Regions from separate parts of the Mus musculus genome. Here regions 2 and 3 are each linked to region 1. Evidence: chromatin contacts called from public HiChIP or PLAC-seq data. All regions are on one chromosome and are shown on one strand. The core of a region is the stretch at or near the end of the contact, and the rest is flanking DNA. Distances in the headings are between cores, read along the strand shown.

The links. HiChIP or PLAC-seq counts read pairs in DNA pulled down with a chosen protein or histone mark.
Region 2: an H3K4me3 HiChIP or PLAC-seq map of craniofacial prominence shows a contact between it and region 1, with 4 times the contacts expected there. The contact joins two enhancer-like sites. A contact is called at or near these places in 2 of 484 Hi-C or Micro-C datasets (cerebral cortex and nephron progenitors), 4 of 115 datasets of contacts at active chromatin or transcription factors (the SCID.adh cell line, craniofacial prominence, embryonic stem cells and 1 more) and 2 of 9 other capture datasets (embryonic stem cells and embryonic tail).
Region 3: an H3K4me3 HiChIP or PLAC-seq map of embryonic basal ganglia shows a contact between it and region 1, with 2.9 times the contacts expected there. The contact joins two enhancer-like sites. A contact is called at or near these places in 4 of 39 promoter capture datasets (cranial neural crest, hematopoietic stem and progenitor cells, hippocampal neurons and 1 more), 5 of 484 Hi-C or Micro-C datasets (Sertoli cells, cardiomyocytes, cerebral cortex and 2 more) and 3 of 115 datasets of contacts at active chromatin or transcription factors (embryonic basal ganglia, embryonic stem cells and stem cell-derived neural progenitor cells).

Annotation. Positions count from the first base shown.
Region 1 is chr3:8,865,337-8,869,365 of GRCm38.p6, forward strand. All of the region lies in intron 2 of Mrps28 (mitochondrial ribosomal protein S28), which reads right to left. Among named protein-coding and RNA genes, the nearest start is that of Gm52600, 33 kb to the right of the region's middle. Within about 2 kb of position 1,340, at least 132 of the 459 cell types and tissues checked have an H3K27ac peak or open chromatin away from gene starts, as enhancers often do. A contact at or near this core is called in cerebral cortex, craniofacial prominence, embryonic basal ganglia and 2 more, where this site is marked.
Region 2 is chr3:8,707,743-8,712,438 of GRCm38.p6, forward strand. No RefSeq gene overlaps it. Among named protein-coding and RNA genes, the nearest start is that of Gm32561, 17 kb to the left of the region's middle. Within about 2 kb of position 2,034, at least 15 of the 459 cell types and tissues checked have an H3K27ac peak or open chromatin away from gene starts, as enhancers often do. A contact at or near this core is called in craniofacial prominence, where this site is marked.
Region 3 is chr3:8,682,473-8,687,118 of GRCm38.p6, forward strand. All of the region lies in intron 3 of Gm32561 (predicted gene, 32561), which reads right to left. Among named protein-coding and RNA genes, the nearest start is that of Gm32561, 8.1 kb to the right of the region's middle. Within about 2 kb of position 2,944, at least 103 of the 459 cell types and tissues checked have an H3K27ac peak or open chromatin away from gene starts, as enhancers often do. A contact at or near this core is called in cerebral cortex, embryonic basal ganglia, hippocampal neurons and 1 more, where this site is marked.

The DNA.
Region 1 (4,029 bases), core at 90-2,589:
CGTTAGGAAGAGACTGCATCCCCAAAGGCAAGTGACACAAACTGCAAACCTTAGACAACCTTGAAGTGGCCCTAGACCTTGAAGTCTGGTTCTCTTATGCCCTCCAGGACTCTCACCTCTGAGAACTTCACCATGCCCTAGTGAAAGCATGAAATAGAACAAAGACAATACGCCATCCACTCTCAAAGAGCAGCCCACCACCTCACGGCCCACCACCTCCTAGGGGTTTAATAAATACTAAGACTGATGAGCTGTGCAGATGAGCGAAACCTGACTGCAGTGAATTTAAGTAATAAGAGTAGATTTTCACACTAAAGTAAAACATAGTTGAATATTTTCTTTTCTTTTCCATCGTGAAACTGGTTCTTTCCCATAGGACGTAGAGGATGTGATGCTTAAAGGCAGCTGTTTTGAAATTTTTTGCTTCAGACCATCTTGCACTAGGGAAGACACAGTGGGTTAAAGCAAACAAACGAACACCACCGAGTTCCCAGAGCAGCATGGTGCCCCGGTCATCTAGGATAGAAATGTAACAGTTAGCTTTATTTTCTACTACTTTAACTCAACCAAGATTACTCAGGCTGGAGCCATGCTAAGGCACCATGTTATCAATGGAAACACGCAAACATCTGTGGCTAAGGCGTGTCTACCTTATTCATCTTTTACTCATCCTGATCCATTATCTATTTTCAGTTAAAAATCATTAAAATCCAGCATGCAAGAATCTAAACACAGAACAAAAAGAACCTATTTTTCCCATGGGGGCAGTGAGCAGATGTCAATAGCTGCAGCTGTGACTATATAATTACCTGTTTGCATTAACACGGACCACAGTTTAGATTTAATAGGTCAGATGACAATACAGCAAAATGCATGGAGCCTATGATTACCCCTTTCCAAACATTCTCTCACTCACAACTTCGACCCTGGGAACATAGCAGCCACAGACTTAGGTCAATAAGAAACACTGGCCAGCACAATAGGCCTTGCCTCAAACAGTGCTGTTGACAGACAGCAGCACAAAGGAAATGAATAGAGCCCCCTCAGTTCTCACACAGAGCGCAGAGTGACTCAGTGCACTGCTGCTTTGCTGCTCTGTTTGAACAGTGTATACAGCTTTTGTCCTCAGCCACTGTTCACAGCTCAATGGGGGCTAAAGAGCCTAGGAAGTGAAGGCGGAAGAATGCTGCACACTTGTCCCCTTGGCCAGCAGTTGTACCCATATGTACATGACAGGTCAAGAGAGAGCTGGGAAGTCAGTAGGTAAGACTTCTTACCCCAGTGAAGTCAGTTTTGCATTAAAATAGAGCTAGGGCCAAACAGTCCAGTCACTGAGTTTGGTGCTGACAGGGTACTGAGTCAAGCACTGTTGTTGCTCTTTTATACTTCTTTCGTTTCTGTCATACTTCTCTTATGAATCACTTACAACCCCCCCATCTCCTCTCATCCCCCTCCCCCATCGCCTCTCATCCCCCCCATCTCCTCTCATCCCCCTCCCCCATCTCCTCTCATCCCCCTCCCCCATCTCCTCTCATCCCCCTCCCCAAGCTTCTGTTAAGTACAAAGAGAAGTCTGGACTGGCTCAAAGAAGAGAAGCGAAGTAGGCCGTGTGCCAGTAGAGAATGCAGGAACAGGGCTGAAGGCCATTGAGAGGGCAAGGTTCTGGTAGTGCTCTGAGGCCGCCCCAGACTGGCAGAAGCCTTTCTGGTCTGTTTTTTACATGTATGTTAACATGCCCCAAGCACATGCACGCCTCTCTTCCTGCATCTTTCTTAGGTTAATCGGGTATAAAACTAAAGCACCTAAGTCAGAAGTCAAACAGCGTCACTACAGACCAACGGCTTCCATTGACTTAAACGGCTTGCTTGACAAAGGCCAAGAAACTCCAGCTAGATCAAAGCACCAACTCACGTCCTAAGTAAATGTCCCTTCCCTAACCAAAGATGTCTTGGGAGGTTTATCTGAACTTAAGCATGCATGCTGTAGGGTTCAACTACACTCTAATCTGGTTCTACCAATTGTCACTTCTGTTATTTCTTCATTTAAAAATTAAGGTCTTAATTTTCCTCATCTGCAATAGACATGTCCAACTATTCAACTATTTCTTTTCTTCCCCTCCTCCCCCCCCCCCCCCCCGGTGATTTTGAGACAGGGTTTTTCTGTGTAGCCCTGGTTGTCCTGGAACTCACTCTGTAGACCAGGCTGGCCTCGAACTCAGAAATTCGCCTGCCTCTGCCTCCTGAGTGCTGGGATTAAAGGCGTGTGCCACCACACCTGGCGTACCAACTATTTCTTAATTTTAAAATGTCACTTATTGAAAGGCTACAGTATTATAATTCAAAATATGCATATACTGTATACTGATAACATCAGGATAATGACTGTCTCCTTTCCAGGCATCATCATCTCTGTGTTAGGAGCCTATAAACATCTCCTGGAGTAATCTGAAGTACATGAAGAGCTGCTGTATACTAGAGGTATGCTAGTGTGCTGTAAAACATTAGTGCAATCTCCTTCATGTGCTTTGCCCACCTTCACGCTCTCTAGCCGCCCCTCCCCCGCCATGGGAGCCTAGCCTCCCCAGCTGCTAGCTACACTCTTACTCTGTGTCAATAAATAATCATTGAGATAATAATAATACCTGCTGCCTTGGCTCCTGTGAGGACAAAAGAGGTTATTATGTGTGACGGACCTAACAGCCTGGCACCAGGCAAGCATTCCTGAAATGTTGTCTGCAAGTTTAACCCCAATTGCTACTAGGACCACTTTCAAATTCTACAGCTAGTGTTAACAATCACATCCTCTTGCACCTCCTCAGCCAAGGGACTAATGCATTCATGACCCAACAGGAAATGTATTTCCAGATGACTGAGATTGCTACATCTTGTGTCCATGAAGATATTCATTTACTAAGAGACTGTTTTCTGCTAGTAAACTGATTCCAGTTTTATGGTCCCTGCATCTGTGACATAGATACTACACACAAACATATTAATAGTGAAATGTATGCATATATGGGAGGGGTGCATGCTCACATGTGTGTGTGCCTGTGTATGCATTTGTAGAAGCCAGAAGAAGATCATGGATGTCCTGCTCTGTCATTCTCTATCTTGTTTCCATGAAACAGTGAGAAGCTGGAGCTAGGCTCAGCCAGCAAGCCCTAACAACCCTACCGCTCACTGTCTCCCTGGGCAGCCATAGGGTTGGAGGTGCACAGCCATGAGCAGGTTCTTATGCTGAACAGCAAGTGTTCTTACCTACCAAGCCATCTCGCTACCCACTAACATAAAACTTTATATACATGATTTAACATTTCCACCCGATCTAAATCAATGTCCAGCCTAACAGTTACAGCGGCAAGATGGCTCGGTGGATGAGTTTGATCCCTGGAACCCACCGGGTGGAAGAGGAGAAAGGAATCCTGAAAATTGTTCTCAGATCTCCAAACATGCATGTCCACATGCAGAAACACGCTGAAAAGACAAAAGATGAATGTTTGGCTCACCCATTTCATTGATACTCCTAGGAAGGCAACTGGGACTCGTCACACATATGCTTAACAAGGCAAAGGAGGCACTGCTGTAGAAGGTCTGGCACAGCAGCAAACCAGAAAACCCTAGCAGCCCATAAATAATTCTACGCTGTGAGTTACAGATGTAGAAGATATTTTTTTTTGTGAAGAATAGGCAATTGCTAACCATATCTAGTCTTTAAGAGTCAAAATGTAAATCTTCATCATTACAGCCACAATCAGTTTATGCTTATGAATTTTATCTCATGTGCTAATTATATTTGCAATAACCCAGAGAATGCAAAGAAGTTATTAATGAAAAATAACTGCCTTAAGGATAGATGTTTTAAGCACAGTGATTTTAAAAGAAAAGACACCCACTGTTTCCATGACTTTCCAAATTCTCCTTACACTTCTTAGAACCCGACACCGAGCAGTAACACTGTCAGAGTTCACTTCATAGAGATTGGACTCAACGTATCTTCAAAGTCTGAACTTGTAAACATGCACACATATTT
Region 2 (4,696 bases), core at 784-3,283, 160 kb before region 1:
GCAAAAACTCCTTGCTCTGCAATATTTTTAATTTTACAAGGAATATGACTATTTCAGGAAATTTATAAGTTAGATGAAAACTGACTTCCCAGGATTCCCCATGTTGGAGTCCTCGCCCTGGCTTGCTGATGTTGTCTTGAAGGAGCTACGAGAGCTCAGCTGGGAAGACCAACAGCTTCTAGAAACCTGCCAGAAGACAGGCTCCTGAGGAAGGAGTAATGGGACGTAAGGTGGAGGGCTTAATTACACCACCTTGGAAGGGTTAGTCTTTGATGGTTACATTGCAGAAGGGCCCTAACATAAACAATGGGTCAATCTGAGCTTTTGGGGTTTCACAATAGGCCCCAAGTGTCACCCATTCAGTAGAAAACATACTTCAAAGTTTTAACTTTAATCTTTTCCCAGGCAAGAGGTGTGCAGTGTTGTGGTGTCATGTGGCTCTGTCGGTGGCAATGAGCACCCTGCCTGCCGTGTGAGACAGTGGATTGTCATCCCCTACTTTAACCTCAGGTAAGCAAGTGTTCAGTGCTACTGTGGATTCGCAAGGTGAGGTGGGACAGTCACCTACTGAGCCCGAAATTCACCTGATGCCAGGTTTTTCACCAGGGATGTAAAGACATCATGAGTTTCCTTATCTGCATGCGGCTTTCCATCCTCAAGTGGAGCCTCTTGAAAGCAGGAGTTGTCTTGTAGGCGACTTTTCTCCCCTCAGCATTGCTGGTGCTGAGGCCATGGCCACCACTGGAGAACTGCTCACACTGTTGGTTTCTCCTCCCACACACACACACACACACATACACACACACACACACACACACACACACACACACACACTTCTGTGGAGCCACGTTCCACCTGGTTTTCAAGATTCAGCTCAAAAGCACCCTCTCTGAGCTCATTTCTCCTATAAGCTAATGCAATGTTCTTTTGAAAAATCATATTATCTTAAAGAAACTTAAAAATGTCTGCTTCATGTTACAGTCACGTGTGTACATATCTGTCTCATCGCTGAACATAGATAATCATTCTAAACCAACCTTTTAAAAATGAAAGAAAATAACTTAAAATGCTTTGGGGTACGGATGTACAATTCTTTCATGTTCCCCCAAATCTTTATAGCTCCAATTCTGGGTAATGCGACTGTTTACACAGGAAGGAAATCTCACATTTCAGAGCGATTTAGTCTTTCTCCTAGGCACACTGGGGGTCCGCAATAGGGTCTGCTGGCTGGAGACACTTTCAGCAATTTGTGTGGTCTAATGAGAGGCCTCAGATTAGACATGAAGCAACCGGAATCTGCAGGAAATCGAGCCGTAAGGACTTTAAGTCCCTCGAGTAAGGAAGAAAAGAGCCTCACCCCAGGGTAAGGCCCAGTAGCAGGAGGCTTAATTGTTACCATGTCATGGTGTGAACCTGCCTCACCAGTGCCTCCGTCTGGGCTAATGGAAACCTGATGCTGTCAGCTTCCTGAAACTCACAGGCCCAACTTCAAACACAGCCCTTCTGCTGGGACTAGCAAGCTGCAATGCCCCCCCACCCACCCCCCCCCAACCCCCACCCCCCCAGATGCTTCCTCTCCTTACCACCCCTGGCCCACTGGTTCATTAGCCTGCACCAGGCCCCAGCAGACCCCAGCAGGACCTTAGGACATGAGGGCCTCTGATTTTCCCAGTTAGCACCACCCTCTGGCACCCTTGGAAGTCTTCCAGAATTATCTCAGCAGACAACCTATGGCTCTGAGCTTGCAGACTTGCTAGTGAGAAAAGTCCTAGAGACCATTTGTCAGCAAATTGCAACTTTGTCACGTGGGGGTGCATCCCAGGCAAGTGTGTGCCAGGGAATCACGTGTGGAGATTTGCTCCTGCATCAGATTTAGCTAGGCTAGGCAATGACAGTTCACCAAGTCCTAACTTTCAAGGTTGGATTCCTTTTCCTAGCAAAGGCAACTTACAGGATCATGGCAAAGTAGCTCAGCAGAGAATCCCTCCATTTCTGTGCCTGGACGTGCTTGCCTGAGGCTTGGGGCCAGCCCAAAGCCCTGGTGCAGTGGGGCTAAGGCCTGAAAGCATGCTGGTCTGCATCTCTTACCTCACTCTCCAGGGACCAACCAACCTTGCTAGTTTCCCTTTTCTGGGCTTCCGAAAATTCCCTTTTCTTTTCTCTTCTCTTCTTTTCTTTCCCTTTCTTTTCTTTTCTTTTCTTTTTTTTTCTTTCCCTTTCTTTCTATATTTCATTCTTCCTTTTTTTTTTTTTTTTAACAGCCCTTATTGACTTTTGCACTCCACATCAGGGTAAAAGGTAGGTAGGTGTTCAAGATAGGCTGCAGCAGCTGGGATAGACTGCCTCTTAAAAAGCGCTCCCAGACAAATGCATCTCTTAATATTGGGGGCATTTGTAAGCAGAACAGCTAGGAAACTTAAGAAGACTGTGCGATAAGCAGCCTATATCCTGTCCGTATAGTTTCTCCAATAACACGCCGATGAGCAATAGATAGCCTTACAGGTGGGCTTCCGCCCAGGCCCTCCTCCCATAAATCTTTATTCTTACCCAGGTTGGGTTGTTTTTGTTTTGTTTTTTCGGACTGAGCTCATTTCCCCTAAGGGACAGACCTGGAAAGATCTGGAATTCCTCCTGTTAAAAACAGCCACCATCTCCTTAGCCAATATCAGCACCATCAGAATAGATACCCTGTCAGGAGAGGTTTACATTGTTCCCAAGTCTGTTCGCAGGTGGCCATGCAAAGATACAGTTCCTAATCTGGGTTTTTCTGAAAGAGAAAGAAAATAGCCCCAGAACGGGACAGGAGTGCTGAGTTCTCTTTTTGACAAATAAGCTCCTTTTGTCCCATATTCTGCCTGGCTTTTCACACTCAAGAAATTTCAGTAACCTGAGAGTTAGAAAATACCTGTGCTTCCAGAGTTTCAGTTCCTACTGAAAGGGCCCAGCCATTGACTAAATACATTATTGGTCCTTTTGTTATCTTCATTTCTTTACCTGATAATAGCTCTCTATCGTGCAGATTATGAAAGAAATCATATATGTAAAATTAGCTCACAGCAAGCAATCAACGGTAAGTTCCCCATTCGATTTAACTCCTGAGGGGCCAGCAAAGGGCTGGGTGTAAGGTTTTAGGTACAAGCTCGTGTGCCTTTACATGGGTATACCCAAGTAGGTCCCATATTCTGGAACTTTCCCTGAACCCAATCTCTCGCTCTGTAAGATAATGATAACTCTCCTACTGTCAGAAAGGCTTATGGGACCCAAAAGAGCAACTAGAAACCTGCTCATAGACAACAGTAAATCACACAAAACATGCTAGTTATAATTAATTGAGTCATCATAATTGGATAAAATACAAAAACTATGGATATCACAAATACACTTAAAAACTTAAGAATGTGTATAAAACTAAAGAAAATGTTTATTTCACAGAAAATAACTACTGTGCTTCTTTTTCTGGTTTTGACTGGTTTCCTTAAAAAGAATTTTTTTGAATTTTTCCCTCATTTTATGTATATTTGTTTGTTTTTTAAAAACAAATCTCATACAGCCCAGGCTGGTTTCAACATGTATCTGAAACCAGCCTTGAACTCATGATCTGCCTGCCTCAGAGCTCCCACATGCTGGAATGGCAGGCCTATACCACACTGCCCAGTTGGGACCTTGATGTAGGCATGAAATACTCCATGGAGAATCTATGACCACTAGAGGCTCCAACCACAGACTCTTTGAGTAATGAAGAGGAAAACTAGGTCAATAGAAGCTCAAATATGTAGATGCCCAATAATATATGGAAGTTCAAACAGGAGATGAGCTGTGTCTTCCTTCTGCAAGGGACCTCACACTGCAGGAGCCAGTGTAGGTGGATCAGATGGACAGCTGCGTTGCCTCCTGATGTCATAGCTTATTGGTGTTGATGGACAGAGTCCACAAGGCTTTCCCTGGCTCTCTGGCAAGCAGAAAACACATTTCTGTTTCCATCATCTTTTTTGCTTCTTGTAAAGGAAGAGCAGCATTGTTTATGATTGTGAGGAACAGCCTGAGGCGCCAGTGCATTTCATAAGGAAGAGCGGTGGCTTCTGGAAGTGACACGCATGTGGGAACCCTGCTGTGAAACACCTTACCTGAAAATGGAGGGAAGTCGAAGAGTCTATAAACTGGATAACGCACTCACTTGTTACCTCAAGCAGATCCAGACATCGCAAAGAGAGCATGCACTGGTTAGAGCACCCGCTCTAACCACCCGCTGGTTAGTAAATTTGGAAGAAGCCACCATTCTGCAAGCTTTGGCTTTGTACTGCTGCATCACAAGCTTCCAATACATGTATGTCACAAGGCTTAGTAGAATTTCTTGTTAATTTGTAAGTCAAGAGGAAAATGTAGAGCTGGGAGCGTAGCTCAGTTTTTAGAGCTCCTGCGTAGCACACACAAAGCCCAGGGCTGGTTCCCAGAACTGAATCAACCCAGCAAGGTGGTCCATACTTATAATCCCAGCCCTTGGAAGGTGGAGGCTGGAAGAACAGAAGTTCAAGGTCACCCTTGACTACATAGCAAGGTCAAGATAGGAGAGTCTAATACAGAAAAGGAAAAGAAAAATTGTGCTTACACTTTTGGAGGAGTAAGATTTTATTTCCTCATAGTAAAATTAGCAGCTAAAAATCAATAAGTTAATATAAATATTTGTTCCATAAATATT
Region 3 (4,646 bases), core at 1,694-4,193, 180 kb before region 1:
GAGGGGTACAGACACACACACACACACACAACCTAATTTCAGAACCTAGTACTGTGCTGAAGGCAGCAAGAGTCAGACTCACACAGATTCAGGGATGCTACCTACAGGGAATCAAACTGGGATGGTTCCAGAATTCATCTCCCAAACATGTAGTCCCCAAAGGATGCTGCCACACCTTGCTTAGGAGTGTGCTTTAGAAACTGCATAAGTTAAGAGCCAGGCGGATCTCTGAGCTCGAGGCCAGCCTGGTCTACAGAGTGAGTTCCAGGAAATCCAGGGCTACACAGAGAAACCCTGTCTCAAAAAGAAAGAGAAAGAGAGAGAGAGAGAGAGAGAGAGAGAGAGAGAGAGAGAGAGAGAGAGAAAGAGAGAGAGAGAGAAAAAGAGAAAGAAAGAAAGAAAAGTGAGAGAGAGAAAGAGAGAAAGAAAGAAAGAAAGAAAGAAAGAAAGAAAGAAAGAAAGCGAGAAAGAGAGAGAGAAAGAAAGAAAGGAAGAAAGAAGAGAGAGAGAGAGAGAAAGAGAGAAAGAGAGAAAGAGAGAAAGAGAGAAAGAGAGAAAGAGAGAGAGAGAAAGAAAGAAAGAAAGAAAGAAAGAAAGAAAGGAGAGAGAGAAAAAAGAGAAAGAAAGAAAGAAAGAAAGAAAGAAAGAAAGAAAGAAAGAAAGAAAGAAAGAAAGAAAGAAAGGAAGGAAGGAAGGAAGGAAGGAAGGAAGGAAGGAAGGAAGGAAGGAAGAAGAGAGAGAGAGAAGCTCCTCAATGCAATTTTATAGTCATAGCTAATAAAGTTTAACCCTGATTAAAGTGCCTGGTTTCAGAAAACGTCTGTGTGTGGACAACACAATGCAGGTAGGGATTTACTGCCAGCTGATGGTCTAGAATTTCATAGGGTCATTTTTAATCACACAAAACACAGGAACAACTTGCCTACTACACACTGGGGCCTGGAGGTAGGAAGGAAGAATATCAAATGCAGTTGGTCCCTAATATGGGCCTTTTTGTCCAACTCCATACATTAGCTAGAAATACATTAGTAAATAATTAACTATTTCAGTCCCCAGCCCCCCAAATAATGATACTGATGCTTTTAGCAGCTGCTATAGTAAGTTGCCACTCATGACCCTTTTAGAATATACAGTGCAATTCACAGGTCTTATTTCCAGAAAGGCCTCAGAAATTCACACCAGAAAGAGTTTAGGGCTGATCCAATTTTTAAAATTTTATAATTGAGAAATCACTTCATATATTTGTTGTAGGGTGGCTGTAGTCAGAGGGACAGTCAACAGCCAGTGCTGATGAGGATCTGGAGAAAAGAAAACAGACTAGCATGGACTGTGGTTCAGAACCCTGAGCCATTGGAAGCTACACATAGCCAGGCATGGTGGCCCACGCCTTTAATCCCAGCACTTGGGAGGCAGAGGCAGGCAAATTTATGAGTTCGAGGCCAGCCTGGTCTACAGAGTGAGTTCCAGGATAGCCAGGGCTACACAGAGAAGCCCTGTCCTGAAAAAACAAAACAAACAAACAAAACAAAACAAAACAAAACAAAGAAAGCCAGACACAAATTTACCTCCAAACCAGCAACTTCACTTCTGGTTATCTACCCATGAGAAGGCATGTCAGGAAGTCCAAGTGAACTTCTTAACATGGCCACATTGTGGGAACAATTCCAGTACCCATCAACCAAATGTGATTTAAATCCCTGCAGTATAATAGTATTGTAGTAGAAAATGTAGGAAAATGTTTTTGGAATGGGGAAAAAAAAGTGCTGATTTGCATCAGAACCCAGAGGTACCCTGAAGAACCCGGTAAGTGAATGAAACCAACACAAAGATGACATAAAGTTCTGTGGTCAGTCTGCAAGACAACTAGAAATAGGAAGAGCTAGCTGGAGGTACCAGGTGTGTGTGTGTGTGTGTGTGTGTGTGTGTGTGTGTACCTGTGTGTGTGTGTGTGTGTTACAGTATTGGAGATTTGTGCGTATGTGGGTGTGTGCATGCATGCCACACTATTGGAGATTGAACCTAGGGTCTCCCACACTTGTGTTACTGAGCTATGCCACCAACCAAGATTTTGCCATCAGTGGAAAGAGAGGCCCATTGGTCTTGCAAACTTTATATGCCTCAGTACAGGCGAACACCAGGGCCAAGAAGTGGGAGTGGGTGGGTAGGGGAGTGGGGGGATAGCATTGGAAATGTAAATGAAGAAAATACCTAATTAAAAAAAGTTTCAATAAAAAAAAGAAAAGAAAATGAAAATATTCTACCATTACCTAACACTAGTAGGTAGTTGTGCATACGTAGGAAACCACTAAAATTGATCCAATCACATATTTTAAGTGAGTGAATTGAATATGAATTGTATCTCAATAAAGCTGGAGGTTTTAAAGTCATCGGTGTCCTGTACTGGAAAGTAAAGCTGAGTTTCCATTAGCCTCCATCCAGGGTGACCTTGACATAGGAGAACACTGAGTGTCAAGTGCCTAGAGTTGCTTTCAGACAGCTGATGGGCTCCCAGGACAGAGGCCCTGGTGAGCAGTGCCCAGGTTAGGGGCTACTGGGTTGAGTCTAGTTCCACAGGATAGGGACAGGGCAGTACCCCTCCTCTGCTTAGCACAATGAGCTGGTCTCTTTGTCATCACCAAAGCAGAGTCACTAAACCTTCAGGACACTGACCTGCCTCAAGGATATTTGGTAACAGTTGTTCTTCTCTGGCTCTGATCAACACTGACCTCCTGCTGCTGGATCGTGCAAGAGCTCTGGCCGTCACAAGCCTAGACTGAGGGAAGACCCTCTGCAGGGACACCGCCCTGGAGGCCCCTGGTTCTGCGCAGAGAGGATGGGGGAGGGGAGGTGGAACTGTGGCGCGGCCGGGGTTCCCACGCTCCTATTGTTGGCGACTTTGTTTCCAATTCCCATCACGTGTGCTAATTAGTTGGAGCTGCTGGCTGGCTGGAAGGCGTGTGGCTTGCCTGAAAGCAGAAAGATCGCTTCCTGTTGGGAGTCGGGCAGGCAGGACTCTAGCTCAGAAGGGGTTAGACAAGAATGATGACAAAGGTCCCTGCAAGCAGCCGCTAAAAGCTGAGGTGACCCGACCAGTGGAAGAGGGAAGGGGGGAGGAGGCGGGGGGGGGAGTGGGGGAGACTGGTCAAGAGAAGTTATCTTAATCTTCCTCTAACCTGACTCATAACTGTGTTCCGTGTGAATCTTTTAAAGATTAGGGGAATAGAAAGACAGGTATTTAGTCTGTTCATTAAAATTGTTTTTCACAATCTGAATAAAACAAGCATGTATTATTCAACAGGAAAGGAGAAGAAATGTGAAATGTAGGAGTCATGTTTGTTCAGGGCTCTCTAGTCCTCGGACCACAGTTACTGACTTTGAACCTTGGCGCTGAGCCCCCAGAAAGGATAGAGAAGACAGAGAGGATAGCATTGAACTTGCCATTGTAGGGCTTTCTGTGTGTCCCGTCTTATTATTGCATTTCAAGATCTGGATATGCTCTGATTCCACAGTGAAAGTCTCTGCTTTGAAGATACTATATAGTATCTAGCACCCTTAAAAATAAGAGAAAAGTCACATATATGAGGATTCATCCTACAAGCTTGTATGTGGTGGCATTAGAGGTGTTTGCATCAAAAGAGGCTGGCTTGTAGAGCAATAGAGAGTAGTTTCAGCCAAGTGAGATCCACAAAGGTGCCGAGTGAGCCCGGCACTGAATTGGGTGTGCAAAGGTAGACCATCTAGAACCTAGCTCTAAATAGCTTACAGATCTAAGAAAAGAGAAAGTTCCCCAGCCCTCAAGAATGACTTCCAGGGACAGGAATGTAGCTCAGTTGGTAGAGTCCTTGCCTAGCAGGTGTAGCCCTGGGTTGGATTCCCAGCATGGGGGTACTTGCTGTCTGCTGGCAGTGTCGGTACTGGAGAAATGGAGGCAGGAGGATCATAAATCAAAGGTCATCCTTGCTACACAGAGTTTGAGGGCAGCTTGGACTACATGAGACCGTCACAAACAAACAAAACAATTGTCTGAGACTTGGACATCTTAGGGTGGTGAGAAGACCCCAGAAGGAAAACTGGATCTAGGGGGGATTTTTATAGGATCTCCTGTAGTTCAGGCTGGCCTTTACCTTTTTGTGTAGCCAAGTCTGAGGATGATCAGCAACTTCTGCGTCCATTGCTTCAATATCTGATTACTGGGGTTACAGGCAGAAGCTCCCACATCTGTTTATGCTACATCTGGTGATTCATCTCAGGGTTCCTGGATATCAAGCAATGGCTACTCCAACTGAACTACAACCCAAGATCCAGGCAGGAAACTTGAAAAGGCTTCCTAGAGAAAGGATGGTTCTCCTAACACTTTTTAAATGGTAGATAACCATTGGCCAGGAGGAGAGAAAAGGCATTATCAAAACAGATCACAAGGTATTCAAGAGACCCACAGGTCTATAATACAGAATGGGATAGCGTATGCACAACTGTAGCATGGGACATAGACACAGGTGTGGGCAGACTGAACACATGAGAATCTTGAAGAGAATCTGTCCTAAAGATCAAGGGCAATATTAAATAACCCGGCAGAATAATTAGGATCATCTCTAACTATGACCACTTGAACAGGAGTTTGTGTGGTGATCTGGAGGGACTCAAGA